Regions from separate parts of the Zea mays genome. Here all the other regions are linked to region 2. The links are chromatin contacts, called in public Hi-C maps. All regions are on one chromosome and are shown on one strand. The core of a region is the stretch at or near the end of the contact, and the rest is flanking DNA. Distances in the headings are between cores, read along the strand shown. Region 1 holds the start of LOC100284969 (sucrose responsive element binding protein). Region 2 holds the start of LOC100280372. Region 3 holds the start of LOC100281120.

What was found. A called contact is a pair of places that touch in the nucleus more often than the background predicts.
Region 1: a Hi-C map of endosperm shows a contact between it and region 2, with 2.4 times the contacts expected there. The contact joins the promoter of LOC100284969 here to the promoter of LOC100280372 in region 2. A contact is called at or near these places in 8 of 25 Hi-C or Micro-C datasets (bundle sheath, ear, endosperm and 2 more).
Region 3: a Hi-C map of ear shows a contact between it and region 2, with 4 times the contacts expected there. The contact joins the promoter of LOC100281120 here to the promoter of LOC100280372 in region 2. A contact is called at or near these places in 4 of 25 Hi-C or Micro-C datasets (ear, leaf, root tip and 1 more).

Annotation. Positions count from the first base shown.
Region 1 is chr7:52,718,711-52,722,391 of Zm-B73-REFERENCE-NAM-5.0, forward strand. It overlaps LOC100284969 (sucrose responsive element binding protein), which reads left to right and starts at 1,818. Exons shown (of 1, transcript NM_001157864.2): 1 at 1,818-3,681. The coding sequence starts at 1,967. The coding sequence ends at 3,004. It overlaps LOC103632369, which reads right to left and starts at 421. Exons shown (of 4, transcript XM_035960916.1): 1 at 110-421; 2 at 1-42.
Region 2 is chr7:52,207,593-52,211,327 of Zm-B73-REFERENCE-NAM-5.0, forward strand. It overlaps LOC100280372, which reads left to right and starts at 2,044. Exons shown (of 10, transcript NM_001361065.1): 1 at 2,044-2,334; 2 at 3,222-3,289. The coding sequence starts at 2,248.
Region 3 is chr7:51,721,155-51,724,648 of Zm-B73-REFERENCE-NAM-5.0, forward strand. It overlaps LOC100281120, which reads right to left and starts at 2,034. Exons shown (of 10, transcript NM_001154039.2): 1 at 1,767-2,034; 2 at 772-945; 3 at 509-637. The coding sequence starts at 1,991.

The sequences.
Region 1 (3,681 bases), core at 568-3,067, 510 kb after region 2:
GCTAGCGCCTCCACCCATCTCGTCGCTGTCCAGCGCTTGGTGCTAGCCGGCAGAACATATCACCAAATGAAATGCATCAAGCTGTACAAGAAATGCAATAGTATTGTACCTGTCTTTTGGAGAGCCGCCACGTGAAGAACTGGTGCACAGCAGGCCAGCAACACATCTGCAGAACTTTCTCGGGCACAGCTCTTCCTTCACACGAGATGGTAGTGCGGGCAGCATGGGAGTCAGAGGGTGGAAGCTCGTGGGCGTCGGACTCTTGAAGAACAGCCACGGGAGAAGCTAGCAGCAAATCTGACGAGCGGTTGTGCTGGGCTGCTGGCGGGATGGAGAAAATCTACAGAGCTGCAGCCTGCCCGTGAAGAAAACTAGAACAACAGAGAAGCCAGTGAAAAAATCTGAACGGCGGCGGCTGGCTAGCAGGTGACGGCTGTAGATGTTTTAGGGTTCCAAATTTATATATGAGTAGTATTTTGGGCTTTTATTCACAGCCAAAATACATACGAACTGGATTGGGCCGGCTGAATTTAAAACAGCCGAAAAATTTGAGCGGTAAGAGAAATAATCGGGCCCTAGCGAGAAATGCGATTTTCGATTTTCTCGAAATTTCTCGCCGAGAAAGTTTTCCCTGGTTCGGATACATTTTTATTTTAGTAAAATGCCATGTTTTATTTTAAATAAAAGTTAGTAAAAGAAAAGTTGGTATGATACTGAAGTGGCTGTAGGACGATGTAAAGGCTCTAAACTAGAGCACTACGATAGATCAGAGCTAACGATAGTTGATAGTATGGCCGGTAGTGTGGTTGATATCTGACGTGGTGGTCGATAAGAATTGGTTGCACTGGAACCAGACTAATGTCTTATATTCGAGTACATATATTAGATGATGGAGGGAGTGTAATTTGTCTATCATAAATATAATAATAATATCTAAATTTGTCATGATGTGGGTTTCAGTGCTACGTATCTATATCGACCGTCACATACTATTACCAACTATCATTAGCCCATACTAGCGCTAAGTGCACGACCTTTATTAATAAAATCATATAATTTATAAAAACAATTAAAAGATAACTTAATTCATGATAATAATATCTAAGTGCAATCTAAGTTATGCTTCATTAAATCATTTTAGAGCTGAGTAGTATGGATTACAGTCTCACGTTGCATACTGACATGCAGAGGCTGGAATAAGTTATTTCCTTTTCAAAAAAAATAGTGCTGCAGTCACTATGTGCGTGTTTGATTCAACTTAAAGGCAAATTCTGGCCGCCAGCTGTTACGGAACTTCAAATGTCTAGTTTTTTAATTTGCTTCTAAAAAAATCCCTTTAGTAAAAATCGTCGTGATAAAAAGAATTTGTCACTTCTCAATTTGAACGCTATAGACTCGTTGTCTCCCTCCGTACGATGCTTAAAATTTTCCTTCAGCCATACTCAGATTTTTTCCATAGCTACATCTTAGCAAAACTCATTAGAAAAAAGCTTAACCGAACAATGCTACTCCCTCCGATTGAAATTAGCAGGCGTTTTAGCTCTATAATTTTATGTCTATATTTATATAGATGATAATAAATTTAGATATATATAGAACATATATATTAACTATTGTATAACTCTACTATTAAAAAGGTAAAGCGAATTTTATTTTGAAACTAAGAAAATATCAAGGTATGAGCCTGACATCGTACAATATTGGATCAGACCGTGCTTAGATCAAACTAAAAAATTATGCTTGGGACCGAGCGGTCATGCCAATACATCTATAGATTGCTCCATCCCTTTATATATTCCCCTCCCCTGCCTCTCCGCAACCTTCACTTGCCAGTTCCCACTCCTAACTCTCTCTTCGTTTACTCTTCTTCCCACCCCCAGCGTTCGCTTCCATCCAAGCTCATATCATCATAGATCGACGGACTAGGCCACGCGCCCCAATACTCAGAACTAGTCTTGAGTAAAGCATGGCGTCGTCTTCTCCGTCCTGCCGTGGCAGCGGCGGCAAGTCGGACGTGGACCGGATCAAGGGCCCCTGGAGCCCCGAGGAGGACGAGGCCCTGCAGCGCCTGGTGGCCCGCCACGGCGCCCGCAACTGGTCCCTCATCAGCCGGTCCATCCCGGGCCGCTCCGGCAAGTCGTGCCGCCTCCGGTGGTGCAACCAGCTGTCGCCGCAGGTGGAGCACCGGCCCTTCACGGCCGAGGAGGACGACACCATCCTCCGCGCGCACGCCAGGTTCGGCAACAAGTGGGCCACCATCGCGCGCCTCCTCTCCGGCCGCACCGACAACGCCATCAAGAACCACTGGAACTCCACGCTAAAGCGCAAGTACTACGCCGCCAGCGACGCTGTTGTTGCTGACGCTGACGACGAGCGCCCGCTGAAGCGCACAAGCAGCGACGGCCACCCAGGGCTCTGCTTCAGCCCCGGAAGCCCATCCGGGTCCGACCTCAGCGACTCTAGCAACCACAGCCTTCCCTCCGTCATGCCGTCAGCCGCTTCTGCTGCCGCCGTCACCTCCCACCAGCAGCAGCAGCACGTGTACCGCCCCGTGCCGCGCGCGGGCGGCGTGGTCATGCTACCGGTGGCGCCTCTTGCGCCGCCGCCGCCGCCACAGCCTCCGGCGACCTCCTTATCACTGTCCCTCTCCCTGCCCGGGCTGGACGGCCAGAAGCCCGAAGCATCCCAAGCGGTTCTGACGCCGGCACCGGCACCGCCTCAACCTCCTCTTCAGATACAGCAGCAGCAGCCTGCTCCACCTCAGATGCCGCCACCACAAGCCCAACCGAGCTTGCCGTTCCAGCTGCAGGCGGCCGCGACGAACCTCACGTCGCAGCAGCCGGCAGCAGCGCCGTTCAGCTCGGAGTTCCTGTTGTTGATGCAGGAGATGATCCGGATCGAGGTACGGAACTACATGTCCGGGTCGGGGCTCGATCCGCGCACCGACGGCGCCGCCGTGCACGCCGTGAGCAAGCGTATGATGGGTATGGCCAAGATCGAGTAGTTTCAGCGCGCATGCACACAGCGGCAGCAGCAGGCGTGGAAGATACAAAAGAAAACGAACCGCCGATCGATCCGCGGCGGCCAGCGCGTGTATGAAGTAGTAATGAACCAGCAAGAACGGCGTGGCCTTGAACCATACGGAGGCCGTGTGGTGCGGCAAGTGAACAGCTCCAACCATCGGCTTTTTAGCTCATGACAATATCATACCCTTTGTTAATCTAGCCGTTTCTCTATCTTTTATTCTTCTTCCCCTTCTTTTTTTTTGAATTTTTGGGTCTCCAAGCAAGCAAGCAGAGACGAAGACGAAGAGAACTTTGTCTGTTGTCTGCCTGCCTGCCACTTTGGAGGTAAGATGCTACCTGAATAAACTGCAGAGCAAAGGATCCTTCTTTCCTTGATGCTGGTGGTAACCAGTAATCAGTAACAGACATCCTAGAAATTGTCGTATTGTTCTTGTACAGAGACGAGAAAAAGGAGTGAAACAGAGGAGGAATCAGTGATAAGAGACAGAGGCTTCAAGTTTGGTAGATGGAGATTTTTGTTAGATGGGAAAGTTTGTTAGATGGTAGAGACGTACAGGATACACTAGAATGGTCTACCAGGAGCTGAGCTCATCTCCTAGTTTGTTAGATGGAGATTTTTTGTTTTGTGCTCGTCCTGTAGTGGACCAGTCCTGAG
Region 2 (3,735 bases), core at 794-3,293:
GATAGATGCTGAATATTACTTCGCTTGTTCTATGATAGAAGTCGCTTTAGCCTTTGCTTTTTTGTCTATATTCAAGTAGAAGATGATGAATCTAAACACATATAAAATACATATATTAAGTATGGTATGAATTTATTAATTTTCTAAAATGAATTTTAATTTGGGACCGAGAGTATTTAACAGTGGTGGGATTATATATACAAATCAACTGAACTGATAAGTTGTTATAGAAGAATAATATTTGGTATAACCTCTAGTTAAGCCGTGTCAAACAAGTTGTAGGCACGGCGATAGATGCCGAATATTAATGTCTTATTAAGACAGTAAGGGGTAGACTGTCATTCCCTGTTCTGCCTTTCCGATAGGCTGCCATTCCCTGTTCTGTCTTTCCGATTCCCTCCTCCCCGCACAGTCCATTCTCACCATTCTCTGTTCTGCCTTTCCGATTCCCCCCCTCCCCACAAATCACATTCTCATTCCCACGTACATCCCACGCCTAAGTAAAATTAAATTAAAAAAACACAAATGACCCCAAGGGGATTCGAACCCGCAACCCCTCAAGAAAATGTGCTCGTAGTAACCACTTCATCACACGTGTATTTATGTACATCTATTATAGTAAAAACATATACTACATCTCTCCCGAAGCCCATCTGCTACCCTAGCACAATGTGTAGTAGTAGATAAGTATCACCGAGATTATTAAATTATATTTTTAGATTGAGGGGATAGTATTCAAAGAAGAGCCTTGCATGCAATTTCTTTTGTTTGAATAATATTTTCAACTTAAATTCCTTTTTTTTTGCATGTGTGACATTTATTTTCTGTAATATTTTTCCATGGATCTGACTTATGAGTCATTTTCATAAACCAATGCCAAAGATGAATCCATGTTTCTTACTTAGAAACCCCAAACAAACAACACTAGCACGAGGCGCTCGCGTTGGCATCGCTCATCGACGACGAGAAGAAGCTTGGCGACTGCCAGTTCGACCTCTGGAAGCATACCTACGTGACCGCATGCGTCGCTGTGTATGACAAGCTCCGGCGCAGCCGCTGCTTGGACATGGTCCAGAGCGGCTGCACCGTGCTATCCATCGTCAAACAGGGGGACCTCATGGTCGTTGCCAATGCCGACGACTCTCGGGTTGTTCTAGGCACTGCAACCGATGACGACGCTGTCACGCCGTCCAGCTCATCATCCACCTGAAGCCCAACCTGCCACGTAAGTCGCTACTGACCGACCATGAATTCTTGTGCGCTGGGATGACGGCCATTGCTGCTATTGTGTGAGTGTCCTCGAACAAGATGTATATAGAGGAGTAGCACATCCTGTTGCGCAACGACCAGATGTACTACCTCACGGATGAGCCCGGGGTGCACTTCATTTGGCAGCCCAACCAAGAGTCATCCATACTTACCATGTCGCGCGCGTTCGACGACTACTATATCAAGGATTATGGCATCATCTCGGCGCCGGAGGTGACGCAGAGGAGGACCGACAACAATGACCACTCGCCATCGTCGGGGTAGCTTTTGTGTCGGTCTGCCTTTAATTCTCTTCGCAAACACACACTTGCCTTTTTTGTTTAAGCAAGCGTGTATGGTGGTGCGTGCCTGATGACTAACGATGTACAACAGAACTTCTACCGGCAGGTGTGGCACGTGCTCTCCAATGATGAGACCATGCAAATCGTGACATATATCGAAATCTGCATGACACTGATGGTTGCAATGTAGTAGTGAAATAGCTAAATTAAAATAACAAATTTTATGTATGGCTAAGATCACAAATGGATTATGAAATATTTTTTATAACAATATAAGACACATTTTGTATATAAATTATCATGATATTATATGTTCCCGTTGCAACATACGAGTACTCACCTAGTTTAAATAAAAGATAATAAATTTAGACATATATAAAATATATATATTAACTATGGTATGAATCTATTAATTTTCTAAAATAAATTTTAATTTGGGACCGAGAGTTATATATACATGGGCCGGACAACATGGCCCAAAACCAGGCACGAAGCAGATAGTTGAAGTGGGCCACTCCCACAGCCACCTCCTTCTCTCCGGTAGCAGTAACGCAGAAGAGGCAAACGGGCAGCGAGCTAGATCTCGCGTCCCCGCTGCGACTGTGAAGCCACCGTCGTCAGATCGGACAAGGCGCCGGAGCCTCAGCAATCCCTGAGCAGACTAGAGGAGTAGCTAAGGCAAAGGGAGGTGGCAAAGATGCTGCCGACGACCGCGTCCAAGGGGCGCGGGGCCTCCCGCTCCGCCCCGCCGCTCTTCGGTCCCTACCTCCGCCGCATCGTCAAGGTCTGTAAACCTCGTCCGTGCCTCGCTTTTGCTGAATAACGGATCCACTCACGTCTCTCTGGCATCCTCTCATCTGCTCGTGCCGCCTGTCAATCTGGCGTCGCGTTCCCAGCGCCCGCTCTGGGAGGAATGTGACGGTGAACCTTAGGGTTTTGGTTCCTGACTGAATGCGGGCTCGTGTAGCCGAGGATCCATTAAGTGTATAGTTCAAGGATTTGGTTTGGGGTTGTTAGGCTCTAGGCCTCCAGCAGTGTAATGCCTGTCCCTTATTAGCCTGGCTTGAGCTTATGCGTTCTTTTGCATCAATGAGCTAAACCTGCGGCTGTATAGTGTTTGTTAATATCGCCTTGCAGTCTCTTATTGAGTCTCCTTGGTGCATCATTCGAGTCAGTGGACCCTATTGGTTTAGAGATCACCAATGCTTGCAGCGCTTCTTGATTGGATTCAATACTTCAAAGTGCTAAATTCCAGTCATCGGTCTCGGATGTTATGTGATTGTGTAGCCAATGTGACAACTCGGAGCATTTTGATCCATTTTCAACAGTTTGTGTTGCCAAACCAGTCATTTGTTTAGCCCAATATTCCAACTATTGTTATACTTGGATCTTTGGTGGTATGAAAGCACCTTGGATGAACTCTGAATGATAGTCAATGCGGTAAAAAGAGTTCTTACAACTTTCTGTGCTTGTGATCTCCATATAAAAAGGGGAGAAAACAAATATTTCCCGGATGAGAAAAGGAAAATCCTTTTCAACCTAGTTTTTGTACAACTATTCTGGTATTGTTGCTGAATATATCAAAGCTCACAGTAATGTTTAAGCTCCACACCTTTTATGTGTGACATATGATCATCTGGAAAGTAATCTAATTTTATTCCTCATTGGCAGTGGCAACAAATGGATATTGAATACACATTTTGGCAAATGGTTCATCTCTGTACTTCACCAAAAGTAGTGTACGCATCCTGCACTCAGTCCAGTTATTAATTACTTGTATTTTCTCTTTGATCATACTTAAGCGTTCTGTACATACTGTTGGTAGCGCTGTTTTCAAGTCGTCTGATTAATCACGATTAATCGTCCAAGTCGGTTTGGACCAATCACGATTAATCGCCTAAGTCGTCCGACTAATCGCAATTAATCCTTCTTGGATGGAGAACTTCTCATTGTTCTCAATGCTAATATTTTGCAAACATATCTTGCTAATTCCAGTTCAATGATGTTTTGATTATGAAATTTCATCTTTTGAGCATAACTGGTACTTAAATGACTTTCTTGACTAAAATTCTGGCAAACTTTATTTGAAATTTAAACCTAGATGTTCAAATAACAGCACCTCCAAGCCCTATTTGACCAATAACAACAACAACAAGGCCTTTTAGTCCCAAGCAAGATGGGGTAG
Region 3 (3,494 bases), core at 784-3,283, 490 kb before region 2:
TTTCTTGAGCTTAGTTTCAAAAAGGAAAGGTGCTGGCAACATTATTTATTCTGAATCATTTAACTATTTAAGGACCCATCAGACCGTGAAACCAGCACTGCTCATGTATTGCAGCTAAGCATCTTATTCCAACTCTCTTCACGATAAGGTTGTGAAAGTTATACTAGACTGATAGACCTCTTTAACTGTCACAGCTGAAAAAAAAATCAGAGCTATTATAGATCTTAATTACTAAATAAGCTATTTTCATGCAGCTTCCATAAAATGGAAATAACTTCTTGAATAATTTCTAATCTGCAGCAATCTAAGTGGCAAAATGAATTTTGATACCAACTAAGATCACGGACGTAATATAATTTTCTTTAGATATGTGCCTCGACTCTCAACAATAATAATCAACAATAAAATACAACTAAGATACTCAAGCAAGCTTTTAAATGTATGGTTCACAGATTAAATTTTGAAAATAGTCGCTGAAGTCTTGAGTTGATTTCAGAAAATAGCTTACCCCAATGCCTCTGATAACCCATAGGCAGACAGCCATCAATAACGCAACTCCACTTTTGTTAAATGCTAGTGATTCCTCAAAAACGATACCTGCATAGCCAATAGCAAAAACCAACACCATTGCAATGTCCTGCAGAAGGAAGTATTTGAATGATGCTTGCTATAATGATCCTTGTTGTGTGCATAACAAACAGAAAGAGCCAGACTACATAGTTAAAATGATAAATAAGGGAACTTTTGGACAGATGCAACAAACCAGCTGACCTGATTAGCAGCAACCCAGGAATGGTTTATTGCGGCTGCTCCAGTCAAGGCTGTGCCAATGATAGTTAAAGCTTTTAGAAGGTCATTTTTTGGTTTGTAGTTAGCTTCAAAGTATTGTGAGCTAACTTCATCAGCCGAGCATAGAGGGTCACAATTCCCAGCTGTGTCCAATAACTGAAATTTTTGTGAAAGGAAAAAAGCATCAGCAACTGCATAGATAGGAATCAGCAGCAATGGTGTATGACAATAAAATATATTTTAAGGGCCTGTTTGGTTGCCTGCTCTAGACTTTGCAATGTAGATTGTTCATGTTTGGTTGCCCACAAAGGCATTTATGCAGTCTTCTACAATGCTGAAAAGAGACCTAATGTAGCATTAGCATTAGCTTTTGAGAGTCAAAGCATCTCAAGTTTAACCAAAATTATAGAGAATTATAAAGATTTATGACATCAAATAGGTATACTATAAAAAATAATTAATGAAGAATCTAATGATGTTTATTTGGTATCATAAATTTTATTATTTGATTATATAAATTTGGGACTTATAGTTTTAGAACAGAGGCAGTACATCAAATTTAGTCCTTCTAGGGAAATGCAGATTTGCACGAACCCGTGAACAGAAAAAATGAAATGGTCTCACGTATATATAGCCTCTACTACAAATACGTGACCTTACTAAAACGTAGAGGTGACTACATGCAACAAAATAAAAACAATCAAATATAAATTTACCGAACGCAGCTTTTGCCTATGCAGAACAGCAAATACTAAGACACGACATACATTAATACAGGCTTGGATTATGTTGCATATAAGGTATGAAATACAGACGAAGGGTGCAAGTTAACAGTAACAACCTTATCAACGAATGGGAACAAACAAATTAGATGCCGACCCCACAGTCGTGCTTGTGGTAATGAAACACCGCACGAGTTTTCTCACGCATTAGCTTGTAGAAGAAAGGAAGTCACGAAGAATAAGAAGTGCAGGTACCTCGTAGTCGTCGGGCTCCTCGGGAGTTGCCGGCGGCGGAGATGAGGAAGAGGTGGAGGAGGCGCAGCACACGCGGAGGCCGTGGCGACATCGCTGAGAGAGCGAAAGCGGAACCACGGACAAGGTCAGCAGACGGTGGTCCCGCCGGCGGATGGCAGCGGAGGATGAGAAGGAAGGGGAGGCTGCCGCCCGGGCGCCGGCGAGCAAGTAACAGGAGAGCGCCATTGCTGCTTACAGTAGAAATTGGGGGCCGCTTTCACTCGAATAGGAATAGTCGAATGGATGAGGACCGTAATGCTTGTAGTCATTCTGCTGCTACAGATTAGTCGTACTACGGTTTCTTTCTACAACAAAAAAAAACAATATAAACTACAGTGGTTATACTTATAGGCAAGATTTCTCTTCCTAAATTTAACCTAAACTCGTGATTTATATTGTTATTATGGTGTCCGTACCTTACAAAGACAGCTTAAAATTGACACAAAACAGTAATGCAATATAATTATAAGATGATGTGTTTATGATTTTGTATCTGCCAAACAATAATTACAACATGTCGATGCCATAATAAACATAACATATGCAGGGAGGAAGACAAAGGCTCTGTGTATGAGGAGAGGTGTTTATCTCGATGTCGTTCTTCTACATGTCGTTCTTCTACACGAAAAAACCTTATCATCACCCTAGATAGTGAACTAGGAGTCCGACTTGGGCGGGCAGTTCTCGAGGTCACTGACGTGGCTAAGACACCCACATGAAAGCATAACATAAAACAAAGAGTATAACAATATGAATAGTAAAGTATAATATTAACCTTGTCTATTTTGACATAATCAACATATATCTTGTTAGGATGTATTCAGCAACGTCCTCTAAATTTCGTCCCCTAAAAGAATATTTTGTTATTTACAGCTTACTCTAAAAGATTTTATCCTCTATATCTTAACTATCTCCAGCAATGTTCTCTAAATTACATCCTTATATTTTTCCACCATATTAATAGAATTCGTCTGATAGTCTCGTTGCTCCTCTCTTTTCTCTTGCCTCGTATTAGATGTAGTCTTGTTTTTTTGACATCACAGTGTAGCATCTAGTTTACAGAGCGCATAGGTACATTTGGAGGACATGCGAGAGCTCCGATACTTTGGTGTAAACTTTGGCGCACACTTTACAGATTGTTGTTGGACGTGATACAAACCTTGACGAACGCTAAATTTATGATAACGGACTATTTACAGTCTTTGTTGGAGACAGACTTAGACTTTAACCTGAGTGAACAAATGTACGAGGTAAATCTCAACCTTGAAAGTTTAGTGTTGGGATAGAAATATGTAGGCCCAAACACTCGGGAGTAGAAAGACGGATGACATGACAAAACAGTAAGCAGGGAGCGCAAATGTCTTATCAAGCGTGTTCCATCTAGCTAAGGACGTGTGTATTTATAGGCGCAACCGGGGATTGGTGGACATAAGTACATTTTACCCCCGGCCACCAACTATATTCCCAACATGCATTGTACAAGGGGGTAATTACAGGACTACAAGTACAACTATCCCAATTTCACCAAAATCGGCACCCTCCTTAGTCGCTGGCAAGTGAGCCTAGATTAATTGAGTGACTGTCCACAGTGGCTAAGTCCTAGACATCGTCTTGAAGCCTTCACATTTGCACGGTCTTCACCTAGGGGAGCGACCGTGTGGCCCTCGCCTAGCGATGGGCGTTCTTGTG